Regions from separate parts of the Rattus norvegicus genome. Here region 1 is linked to region 2. The links are chromatin contacts, called in public Hi-C maps. All regions are on one chromosome and are shown on one strand. The core of a region is the stretch at or near the end of the contact, and the rest is flanking DNA. Distances in the headings are between cores, read along the strand shown. Region 1 has its middle 35 kb from the start of Rpl19l1. Region 2 holds the start of Sp4 (Sp4 transcription factor).

Region 1 (5,821 bases), core at 693-3,192, 160 kb before region 2:
CTTTTGGCTGGTGAGAAATTAATGACATTGGCATCTAGTATCTTCTCTCTAACCTGCAGCGGAGAAAAAGCTTCCCAGAGCTCTCCTAATGTGTCAATTAGGTCCTAGTCAGATTACCTCAGGAGGAATTATTTCGTTTGTCTAGGACCAGATATAAAACAGTATAATTTATTAAAGTGGGACACAACGAGGAACACTCCCGCGCTCAGGACTGAGGTGGACTATGTAAATAAAGCCATCGCCTGAGCTTTCCAAGGTGAAGGCATACCAGTCTGCATGTCAATTCTATGCTTATCATCATTTCCAATAGGTTAGTAGCAGCCTTAGATGTCACGGTCATCCGACTTTTGTAAAATCATGGGGTTCCCTTTCATTCACGTATGTTGTTTCAATGATCAGTAGCATTTCCAATAAATTATACACTAGCCAGTTGAAAGAGCTTCTGACTGGTATGGGGGAAAAACTGCAAACCAGGCTAAGGGATGCTTCACCCGCTGCCCAGCTCGGCCGGCCGTGAGACTAGTCAGGTTCCTTGGCAAACCACAGAGCGCCCTCTGTTGATGAAAAAGCACAGCGCGGGAGCGGACCCCAGCCCTGCGGATCTGAAGCTGCAACCCTGCGGGTCGACAAGTCCCATTTACGACGCGAGAAAAAAAAATCCCGTTTAAAATTATAAGAATATTGATTTGCTGGACGCAGAAAGCACACATGACTGCAAGCTCCGAGAGAATGGTAGGATGGTATGTATTTAAGTAGATACACGCACAAACATGCTCGCATCACAGTGTCTACCTACCTGAAGCACTGGGTAAGGAGGCTTCTTTTCCTTCTGTGGACACTCATACACCGGTTTGTTTCTATTCATGTTTTTCGGAACTTCCAGAAAACATGGCGTGAGCAATAATGCTAAATAAGGTAGAGTCTACATTTTCATTTTCTTTAAATGAAAGACTAACTAAACCTCCTTTGAACACACACAGAGAGAGAGAGAGAGAGAGAGAGAGAGAGAGAGAGAGAGAGAGAGAGAGAGAGAGAGAGAGAGAGAGAGCTGCGTCCCTTGACCTCCAAGAGGGAAAGACCAGAAAACAAAACCACCACGACTGCTGACTTTGGTTTAGTTTGTGTTTTACTGCTTTCTAACTAAGTTCCAGCAAGCCTTTATAAAATAGCGTGCTGGGGTACAAAATTTTATTTTGGAGGGGGCAGGGGCTACAATTTTAAACCAGTAATTCTATGTTAAGCACTCTTCCGTTCTGTATTTCCATTTACCTCCTGTTGGGTTGGGGAAGAAAATTAGTCTCATGGAGGAGACATCTTTACATTTTTAAGGTCATTGCATATGCTAATTAGTTTTAAAAGCATAGCTGTTTTAGGTTACCTTGCTCTGTCCAGCTTTTAGGTAGCAATTGAAAACGTTGTTGCATTCTTGACTTCGAGTTGCTGTTGGGTGTTACAAACGTTTCTGAAAGACTGACTGTATTCGGGGACCTGCACTGTTACGTCATATCTGATGGCACAGGTGCTTATTAACCTAAAGCTGGGTATTTACAGCCACAGAATTAACTTGATTTTGTGATTTAATTGCAATCTTTAATTCCGTTGTCTCAAGAGAAGACTTCTCTTTCTTGTAAGTTTCCGTTTCAGATTCAAAAAAAGGAATTCAGAGACAAAATATTAGGCCTCTCTAAGAGAGTCAGTCATCAGGAAGGAAGGGAGGAGGGATGTGGAGGATTCTGAGTCATTGCCAGTATACACGAAACTCACCAGATAAATCGCTCGGTACACATTTTTATTTTTCCTCGCAGAGACAATAAGCGTTTTAAAGTAATAAAACTTTATTTTTTCCCCTATATCTTCCATCTTCAGCTATTTGAAGTACCTACATTAATGTGATCATGCTCAACAGGATTTGTTCACATAGCGCACAGGCGCTAAGGAAGTAATTTATGGCCAGAGTCAGAATCCTGAACTGAAGCTCACAGTGCTGAAGTGGGATCAGCAGTGCCTGGGAAGCCTTTAACACGCAAATCCACGCGAAACAGATGAGAATTGGCAGACTCAGTGGCAATGGCGTTTGGAGATTTCAGCCCACCCCAGTATTCCAGGGGAACTGCAAACAGGGTGGGGGTGAGGGGTGGGGGTGAGACACTGCCCTATCCCAGGCTGGCCAGAGCATGTGCCAACACCTTCTGAATTTTCCCCATATTATATCAGCCTTAGCCCTTGTACTTTTATGTGATATGCTATCGCTTTAAATAAAAACAAATATATATTTTATTGGGAATAGGATTATGCTATTTCTCTTTCAGACAATAAAATTACATGAAAATGGTGTATACCCAGAAACAATTTAACCGTGATAAGTGTGTAACTTCCCCCCATGGCTGTGAAAAGCTGAAAATTAATTAGAATGTCAACATTTTGAAATGAAAATGAGCCTCGAGAAAAATGATTTTCTTTTTCCCTGTTTTTTTTTTTTAATTTGAGATTTGAAAATCGGATAAATTTGCTCACAAATGGAAATTTTAGTTTAAAGAAGCATAAATCGGCCAAACTTAAGTTTATATAATTAAAAAAATGCTTCCCCATTCCCAAATAATTTTATCCTCACAAATTGCACTGTAAAATAGTTTCATGCCTCTGTGCAATATTTTAAGCACTTCAGTTAAAGAAACACTAAATATTTTAAAAAACAGCCCACCAGAGGGCAGTCAGCTTTTAGTCTAACATGTTTGAAATGAATTTATTGGCATGGTTGGCTGAATTCTGAATTAAAATCACATTAGTCTTTGTATCCATAAATTCCTGACTTAAGGTTGGAAAGTACAAGGCTTCAATCATCCTGATTAAAAATCTTCAGGTATTCTAACACTTGCCCTTCTTTACACCCTCAATTGGTTATTGTGGTATTTATGTTTTGTAATAAAACAGGGTTTATTCTGATTTGAGGTGCCTTGGAGGCTTTAATAATTTTTAGTCAGTAGAGACTTCAGTAAAACCCCAACTGAGGAAGTCCTGAGAGACGTTTAAACTATACGTTGTACAACAGGTGCAAGGGACATTCTGAACATGAAGGGCTTGGAGACTCCTGGGTTTGCTTTCTCATGCAGACACCACAGTGCAGCCACCTAATGCATGATGCCATCTTAGTCGTTGGCTGTGATGTTGCTCAGCTAGAAGATGCTTGAAAGAACCCGAGTGTCCTTGGGTGCTTGGGTTCAGCTTTGTGACAACCAAATGAGCTAGGCACATGCTTGAAATCCTAGCATTTCAGAGGCTCAGGCAAGAGGCTGGGGAAGTTGAGGCCAGACTGCAAAGAGAACAAGCCACTGGTGTTAGACGATACGTGTGGGTAGTAACCCTCCAAGCCAAACACCTGCACTAAATGATTTGCTCAGGATTAAAGAACCGAGCCAGTAAGTTGTCACCCTCCAATTCCTAACGTGCCTTGGAACTCAGGACCCATAGAAGAGACCTGAGTCCTGGGGTACTTTCCCTTTGGGATTATTTATTTTGGATTTATTGTTTGGGGGAACACTTTTTCCCTTTTTCTCTCCATCACCCTTCACCTCTGTCTGTGTGCACATGAGTAAAGTTGTCCAAAGAGGCCTGAAGAAGGCATCTGATTCCCTGGAGTTAGGGTCCCAGGCAGTTGTGAGACAGGAGCGTGCTGAGAATGGAGATCAGATCCTTTGGAAGAACTGCAAGTGCTCTTAACTGCTGAGCCACATCTCCAGTCCCGAGAAGGTGTTTGTTTGCTTTGTTTTTTTACAGTATATTCCGTATTTATTATATAGCTGAGGGATATTTTTATTTAAAAGTATCACATTTTATAAGAAAATAATGATGTGACATGTGCAGAGACTAGTACAGTTAACAGGGGGATGCAATGCTTCTAGGACTGTCTCATGCACAGATCCATATTTTGGGGTAGAGGCTCACTTGATGCCGATTTGCCCTTGCTACCTTTCAATGTCCCCTTGTAGTCACATGAACTACAAAGTTCCTGGGACACCTTTTCATGTTAATACTTGTAGATACTAAAAACTGATAGCAGCTGAGCTAAGTTGAGCTGTGTATTAGATGAGGCAGTACATTAATACTCAAGCCACCATCAGGAAGTAGGTACTATTATTTCTCTCCCTGTTCAGAGGAGAGAAACTACTGGGAAACATATAGACTCCATATCTTTAACCCTGTGGCTTGTATGAGCAACACAAGATTCTGATGTGGTACTATACTGTTCTCCCTTTAAGTATCCTGCATGGGAAGGCTAGCTTTGTGTTTCTTGGAAAGGCAATGTAGGAGTTTGCTTCCTATTACTGTAATAGACAGCACAACCAACTTGGGGAGGAAAAGAGTTTATTTGCCTTACAGGTTGTAGTCTGTCACTACAGGAAGCCAAGGCAAGAACTGAAGCAAAGGCCATGGAGGAGTGCTGCTCTCTGGCTTGCTCCCCATGGCTTGCTCAGTGAACTTCCTTATGCCTCTCAGGACCCAGGGGTGATACTAGTTAGTGTGTATGTGTCCCCACATCAAACATTAATCAAGATTAAATGCCCAGTGGACTTGCCCACACGGGCCAATCTGGTAGAGCTATTTTCTCAGTTGAGTTTCCCTCTTCCCAGATGTCTGTAGCTTGTGTCAAGGGAGCAAAGTGCCTACCAGCATGGGCAGCTCCAAATTATCCTCTCTCTCTCTCTCTCTCTCTCTCTCTCTCTCTCTCTCTCTCTCTCTCTCATCCAGATCCCACTTTTCATGATATCTTTTTTTTTTTTTTTGGTTCTTTTTTCGGAGCTGGGGACCGAACCCAGGGCCTTGCGCTTCCTAGGTAAGCGCTCTACCACTGAGCTAAATCCCCAGCCCCTCATGATATCTTAATGTATTACCGAAATACAGCAGTCCCAACCCCGTAGTGACACTCACAGCGGGAGTTCCATCCCAGACTCTACTGCGTATCAGCCAGGTGGGTTTGGGCTTTATTGAATATCCCCAGAACACACTGGTCTCTTAGCAGTAAACTGAGGATAAAATAAGGACCTCAGAGGTCTGCTTGAGAGTCTTAAGTATGATAGTAATATGAAAGCGCTTGACAGATAACATTCAATAAGTGTGGAAAGAAATTGTCCCCTTGTCCGGTTGAGGATGTCAAGGCCAAAAGTGGAAGAAAATGGTAGAGCATATCTTGCTATAAAAATCAAGCCCAGGACCTCATACATGCTGAAAAAAATGCTCCACCCCTGAGTATATCCTCAGCCCAATAACTCATCTTTTACTGTTAGGTGTCAATGTCCCAGATATTTGAGAGTTCCAGGTTATAGCATCCTTATTTGACCTGTGCATATGAAATAAATGAATCCCATTCTTGGGTAAATAACTTGCAGGTTAATCAAATTTAAAAGAAAATTGAAAATGTCTTTGAGAGAGTTTGTGTGTGTGTGTGTGTGTGTGTGTGTGTGTGTGTGTGTGTGTGTGTGTTTGGGGCGGGGCTTGGCCAACTCAAAAAAGTATAAGGGATTGGTAGGAAAGTAAAGCAAGCCTGTCTAGCCATTGTTATTTTTCCTTAGACAATCTCCTCGAGTCTCTATAACTACCAAATCATGAAAGCACGGCACATGTACTCAGTACACCTCACCAGCCTACGCTTAGGACTATTTGCTTAGTCCACCAGGCAGATTCCAAAACCATTCCTCAAAATAATTTCTGTTTCAAACCGGTCTCCAATATTTACTGCCCAGTGCTATGAGTGTCAGTGTTTAAGAGATCAACACATGGTAAGTGTTTCTAAACAGAGTTATCAGGCAGAGGAGTTAAGTACCTC
Region 2 (6,018 bases), core at 2,858-5,357:
ATATTTTAACTTCTACAGTGACTAAACATCTTTTATTTGCTGGCTACATTATAGTCCTCTGAATGCATAAATCAATATTATGTCCCAGTAATTTCCAAGAACTATTCATTTCATCTTAATTTGAATAAACAACAAATAAAACTGGACAACATCAGAAACTTGACATGTTAAAAAGAATGAAATGTAATGGGCCTTGTTTGCTTTCTCTCTCTCTCTCTCTCTCTCTCTCTCTCTCTCTCTCTCTCTCTCTCTCGGCATGGTACTGCTATATATAGTCTAGAATGTATGTCCTGGAACTCGTTGGCAAACCTCCTGCCTCTGCCTAAAAATCATGAAGTTGTACATTAGTATTCCATGAAGGAACTGAGCATACAGAAGAAAGGCCAAGCTATTAATTCTAGCTGCTCATACACAGGCTGTCTGAGTGCTTATCTGTTTTTGTTACTTGGCCTTTACATTTGACAATGTCACTTACAGACATTATTTATAACTTTTAAAAGTCCCACATACTCACAGTCAACTTTAATCCATTTTCTTGCAAATGCTCTATATGAATACTTTGAACTATTTCTGCTTTCTAAAAATGGCTATTATTGGGTAAGAAATTTACGTTTTAAATACAGTTTTGAACACTTTCCAGGCCTTTATTATGGTACCATGCATGGTTTCTTATGTACTAATGAGGCCACTTCTAAATACACCCTTCAAGGTGGTGTCTGATTCCTGGTCAACTACTCTCATTCAGTGTAATTTGTGGATAGTAAACATGGAATTGTCTTAGGCTTGATGATTCTCTAAGCCTTTTTTCGATCTACTTCCAAGAGAGAAAATGAAAGCAGTTCAATGGTTATTTCAGCAAGTGTCTCCTTAAAGGACTCAGAAAAGAAACCTTTCTCATTCATATCACACCTGGGCTCACCTTCCATCTCCTAACTATTCAATCAAGCCACCTGTACAACTAAGCCACCTGTACAACTAAGCCACCTGTACAACTAAGCCACCTGGAGAGCTGCTTCAATCTCATTGTCTGAGCATCCTCGGCATGGAGCAGATTCAAGGCCCTGGCCTTTGGCCTCCAGGAGTGGAGGCTGATATTTCAGGAGTTGTACATAGTATTCAAGCTGGGGAGGTCACTCAGTGACACACTGCTTGCCTAGCATGCAGGAAGCCCTAGGTTTGATCACAAGCACCACATAAACCAGGTATGGCGCTGCATGCCTGTAATCCCAGCTTAACTGTGACTAGAACAAGAGCAAGTAGAGATATACAGTCAAGAACAGGTTAGAAAAGACAAAGCTACCACTGAGGGTGATATCAAAGGCAGGTGATAGGGAATTTGGTTAGATATCAAGGGTGGGAGACTGTCACTAAACTGATCCATCAGGTTTCTTGCTAAAACGGGACTAAGTAAGCAAAGCTACCGGGGTAAGCTAGAAACAAGACTCAGAGATTAGGCTATCCCCAAACTCACAAGATCCACTTGCTTCTGCCTCCCAACTGCCGGAACTGAAGGAATGAGTCACCATGCTCAGCTAATATAAAATTCTTAAAATAACTTATAAAAAACAGCAAAATGGTTTAAAAAATATTAAGTATAATAGTACATAGCTTAAATTAGGATGATACTATGGGAGTGGCTGTCCTCTTGGCAATATCTCATCTAGCAGAACCTCCTGTTACAGGGGTAACGATATGATAAGAGTCCCTAAGAAGCAGTTCATTTGTCACCAGGCTTCAAGACTCAGCCAGTGTTTTAATCGGCTCAGGGTACTATAACCCACAGCTTATCAACAACAGTCTATTTTAACCATTTTACAAGGAGTCTGATATAGAGGTATGGACAGTCAGGTTCTAGTGAGGGTCTTGTAGTCATTGTACTTCACATGGGAGACAGCAGAATAAAGAAGTTTAAAGACCAGTAAGTTTTACTCATGGGAGTGACACACTCATGACCTCATCTAACCATAATGTTCCGAAGATTCTGACTCCAAACACCATCATACTAAGAGACAGAGTCCCATTACCTGAGTTTAGTCTGGGCGTGTGTGTGTGTGTGTGTGTGTGTGTGTTACAAACATTTAGCTAGGAACTTGCAGTTCTTGGTTTTTGGAAAAGTTAGGGTTGTCAGTTTCCTGAATACCGGTATATCTACTTATCAACAGGGAGCAGGACCTTTAGGACATTTTGTAAATCTATACTCTGCCATTACTACTCTGAGGCAAGTTGTTTAAAGAGAACTACAAGGTACACTCCAATTCACGCCTGGTCTGCATTCACTATGGCGAAACTGGATGGGGGCGGAGCTTGAGGAGAGACATGTATCTATAAATGTAACAAGCGCTTCTGAGCTTTCTAAGATCTAGTGAATTGAGATGTGTATGGAAGATTACTATAGCATCTTCAATTCATAAAATGGAGTAGGCAACATTTTAATCCTTTACTCCACTTGCTTTGTTTTACTGCTACTGCTTTGTCATCCCCCCAAATACTTGAGCAAGGCAGCACTAGAAAAGGACAGCACCAGACTCTTCACTCACCCTTACAACATGTCAGACCTCAGGCACCAGACGAAAATACCCAAAGCTGAATGTGGGCCCATGTCAATAAATGTGGAGCGCTTTAAGCCTAGTGTGTAATCCCATCCCAAGGTTCATATTTGGGACTCATTTCCAGTTTTGGTACACTTCCGTCAGTCGCTGGTATGGTCCCTGGTATCTTGGCTTCATGTCTTTGGAGAGAAACTAGGAGTCGGTTCAGGAGGATTTGACAAAGTGCTTTGCGCAGCTAGCTGTGAATTCCACTTGCCTAGAAGCTTACGCTAAACCATGACCAGAGCTGACCCACATGCAGCCGGGCTTTCCTTTGCCCGGACAACCTTGTGAGACCTCTAGGAGCGAGAAGCGCGCCAAGAACGCAGACTCTAAGGCGCACTCCTGGCTACCCTAGAAGACGGTAATGGCTCTGCACCAGCAGCCAGAGATACAACAAATAAAATGGAAGCTCCTGCTCTGTGGGAACACAGGCCTCGAGCTCGGACCAGAGGCCCGGGCGAGCTAAGAGAGTAAAGAAAGCCGGGCGAAGAGGGTGTACCCCATGTCAGCTTCATTCAAACCCCGAGGACAGCAGACCCCGCCTCCCAACACCTCCGCCCGCTCAATCGCCGCGCGCTCCGGGTGTGAACTCGCCCCGCGGGGAGCGGCTTTCAGCTGAGGGGGCGGTGGCAGAGGCGGTTCGCGCAGCCCCGCTCGGCCGATAGGCCCAGGCAAACAACACCCATTTCTCCCTCCCCTGCGCTGGGTTCAACTCCCACTCGGCCCCGGCCACGCCCTGCTGCCACCGCCCCCTCGGGCAGCTCTAGGCTCCGCAGCCAGGCCGCGCTCGGGGGCGGGAGGAAGGCGGTGCCTCAATCCGATAGCTGACAGAAACTACAAGACCCGAAAGGCTTTGCGGGAGAGGCCCGCCCGCCTCCTCCCACGACTCACGCACGTCAACAGCCTCACCCAATGAGAGCCGAGCCAGGGAAAAAGGGCGCCCGGGTCCGGATGCGCCTTAGGAAAGCCATGCTCACGCCGAGTGGGCAGCCGGCAGTCCACTCAGACCTCGGGACCTCACGCTTCCCCGCGCTCGCCTCGCTCCTCTCCCTTAAGCCTAGTTCCATGTCTTTCTTCCGCGGCCCCTCGCAAGATGCTGCGACGCGTTTTTGAGTGGAGGGCGCCGGGAACTGAGTAGGGGGCGGGATATCCTGAGACAACAAGTTTGGCTGTATGAAGGGCCTGCCGGCAGCAAACCGCAGCTAGCTCACCGAGAGGGCACGCGCCGCGGGCCGAGAAGGCAGAAGCCGAACAGCAGCGAGCACCAGCCGAGCAAAGGGGAGGAGAAAGGGCGGCCCCAGCGCCCCGGCCCCGGCAGGTCGGCGGCCAATCCGCTGGGGGAAGGGGTGGAGAGTCGGCGGCGCCGGCGGAGGCAGGCCGAGGGGTGTGGGGAGTCGCCGCGCTCGCGCCGCCCTGGCTCCGCCCCCGGCCCGCGCCGCCGCCCTCGCCGCGCGCCGCCGCTGTCAATCAAGGGCGAGTCAGCCGGGCTCGGGCGGAGAGAGGAGCTGCTACGCCACAGCCCAGCGGCGGCCATTCGCGGAAAAAGAGGCAGAGCCTGTGCCAGCTACAGCCTCCTCCGAGCCACCGCGGGCGGGCGGGACCGGCCTCTCCTCCCGCCTCGCCCCCACCCCCACCCACCTCTATCCCAGTGTCTCTGAGAGGGTTTGTCCTGTTAATGCGGGATGAGCGGTACGTATTCTCCACCCCCCTCGGTCTCCTTCACCGCCTCCCTTCGTCCCTCCCTCCCCAGACCCTGCTCGCTTCCCCCTCCCCCGGGGCCGCGGAGATGCTGGAAGGGGAGGAGGAGAGGGCGGGAGGGAACCAGGGGGAGGGAAGGAGGGCTGTGTTTTGTCTTAATGTCTGAGCTAGAACAACCTCCTTCTGGGTGTTGCTCTGGAGCCTATGGGTCGGGTTTCAAACCACGTTTCGTGAGAGCCCCCTCCTCCCTTCCCTCCTTCTCCCCCACCCCCTGCCGGTGTGCACGGATCGAGGGTTTACGGAGATTAATGTTCAGGAGGAGGGGGGGGGAGAAGGGAGGAGAACGAATAATAATAATCCTAATAACCTGTTGTCGTGTGTGTTGGTGGTGGTGGGGTTGTTGCAGATCAGAAGAAGGAGGAGGAGGAGGAGGCGGCAGCGGCAATGGCTACAGAAGGAGGGAAAACCTCTGAGCCAGAGAATAACAATAAAAAACCCAAAACCTCAGGCTCCCAGGTAAAAGCAAACGTTAAAAGAAAATTCAACACAAAGCTTTAGGGAAGAGAGGGAGTTATGCCCTTTAAATACCCAGAAGTAAAGAACAGAATGAAAATGTTTATTCATTCAAAGCATCTTTCTGAGTGAGGAACTTAAATCGTAAATTCATGAAGATTTCGCATAGTTGAGGCTATAACGAACGGTGTTTATATTACATCAGGAATTCAGACTGTTAGAAAACGGTGTCTATTTTCCCAAGGGCATTTGGAGTTTAGAAGAATAACACTTTAAGAAAGTTTACCAGAAAATTCCTTTTTATTTAAACTTTATGTAACAGAACTTGCCTCTTTATTCGTATAGCTTCTACCACCTGCTTTTGTTCATATTTCCTTTTTAATTCTGCTGCCTATTAAGTGTGTTCTGATACTTAGAGCTCTCAAAATAAATAACCCCCTCCCGACTGCTGTCTTCCACTAAATCCGCCCACTTTTTTCCCCTCCCTCTCCTTTCCCCTCCCATTTTGGGTAGGACTCTCAGCCCTCTCCTCTGGCTTTACTGGCAGCTACTTGCAGCAAAATAGGGACTCCTGGTGAAAATCAAGCAACTGGACAACAGCAGATTATTATAGATCCAAGCCAAGGATTGGTGCAACTTCAGAATCAACCACAGCAGCTAGAACTGGTGACAACGCAGCTTGCTGGAAACGCTTGGCAACTTGTTGCCTCCACTCCTCCTGCTTCAAAAGAAAATAACGTTTCTCAGCCAGCTTCTAGTTCATCTAGTTCTTCCAGCAGTAATAACGGGAGTTCCTCTCCTACAAAAACTAAATCAGGTAATCCTTCCACCCCTAATCAATTTCAAGTCATACAAGTACAGAATCCAAGTGGTAGTGTACAGTACCAAGTGATCCCCCAACTTCAGACGGTGGAAGGTCAGCAAATTCAAATCAATCCAACTAGTAGTTCATCTCTACAGGATTTGCAGGGTCAAATTCAACTCATTTCTGCAGGTAATAATCAAGCTATCCTCACGGCTGCTAACAGGACAGCTTCTGGGAATATCCTTGCTCAAAACCTGGCAAATCAGACAGTTCCGGTACAAATTAGACCTGGTGTTTCAATACCATTGCAATTGCAGACCCTTCCTGGTACTCAGGCTCAAGTTGTAACAACCCTACCAATTAACATTGGAGGAGTGACTTTAGCTTTGCCAGTAATAAATAACGTGACTG

Evidence for each region. A called contact is a pair of places that touch in the nucleus more often than the background predicts.
Region 1: a Hi-C map of the A7r5 cell line shows a contact between it and region 2, with 4 times the contacts expected there. The contact joins the enhancer-like site here to the promoter of Sp4 in region 2. A contact is called at or near these places in 4 of 12 Hi-C or Micro-C datasets (the A7r5 cell line, the Rat2 cell line, Schwann cells and 1 more).

What each region holds. Positions count from the first base shown.
Region 1 is chr6:145,553,967-145,559,787 of GRCr8, reverse strand. No RefSeq gene overlaps it. Among named protein-coding and RNA genes, the nearest start is that of Rpl19l1, 35 kb to the left of the region's middle. Within about 2 kb of position 1,942, at least 1 of the 93 cell types and tissues checked has an H3K27ac peak or open chromatin away from gene starts, as enhancers often do. A contact at or near this core is called in the A7r5 cell line, where this site is marked.
Region 2 is chr6:145,393,203-145,399,220 of GRCr8, reverse strand. It overlaps Sp4 (Sp4 transcription factor), which reads left to right and starts at 4,107. Exons shown (of 6, transcript NM_012761.2): 1 at 4,107-4,280; 2 at 4,696-4,805; 3 at 5,316-6,018. The coding sequence starts at 4,274.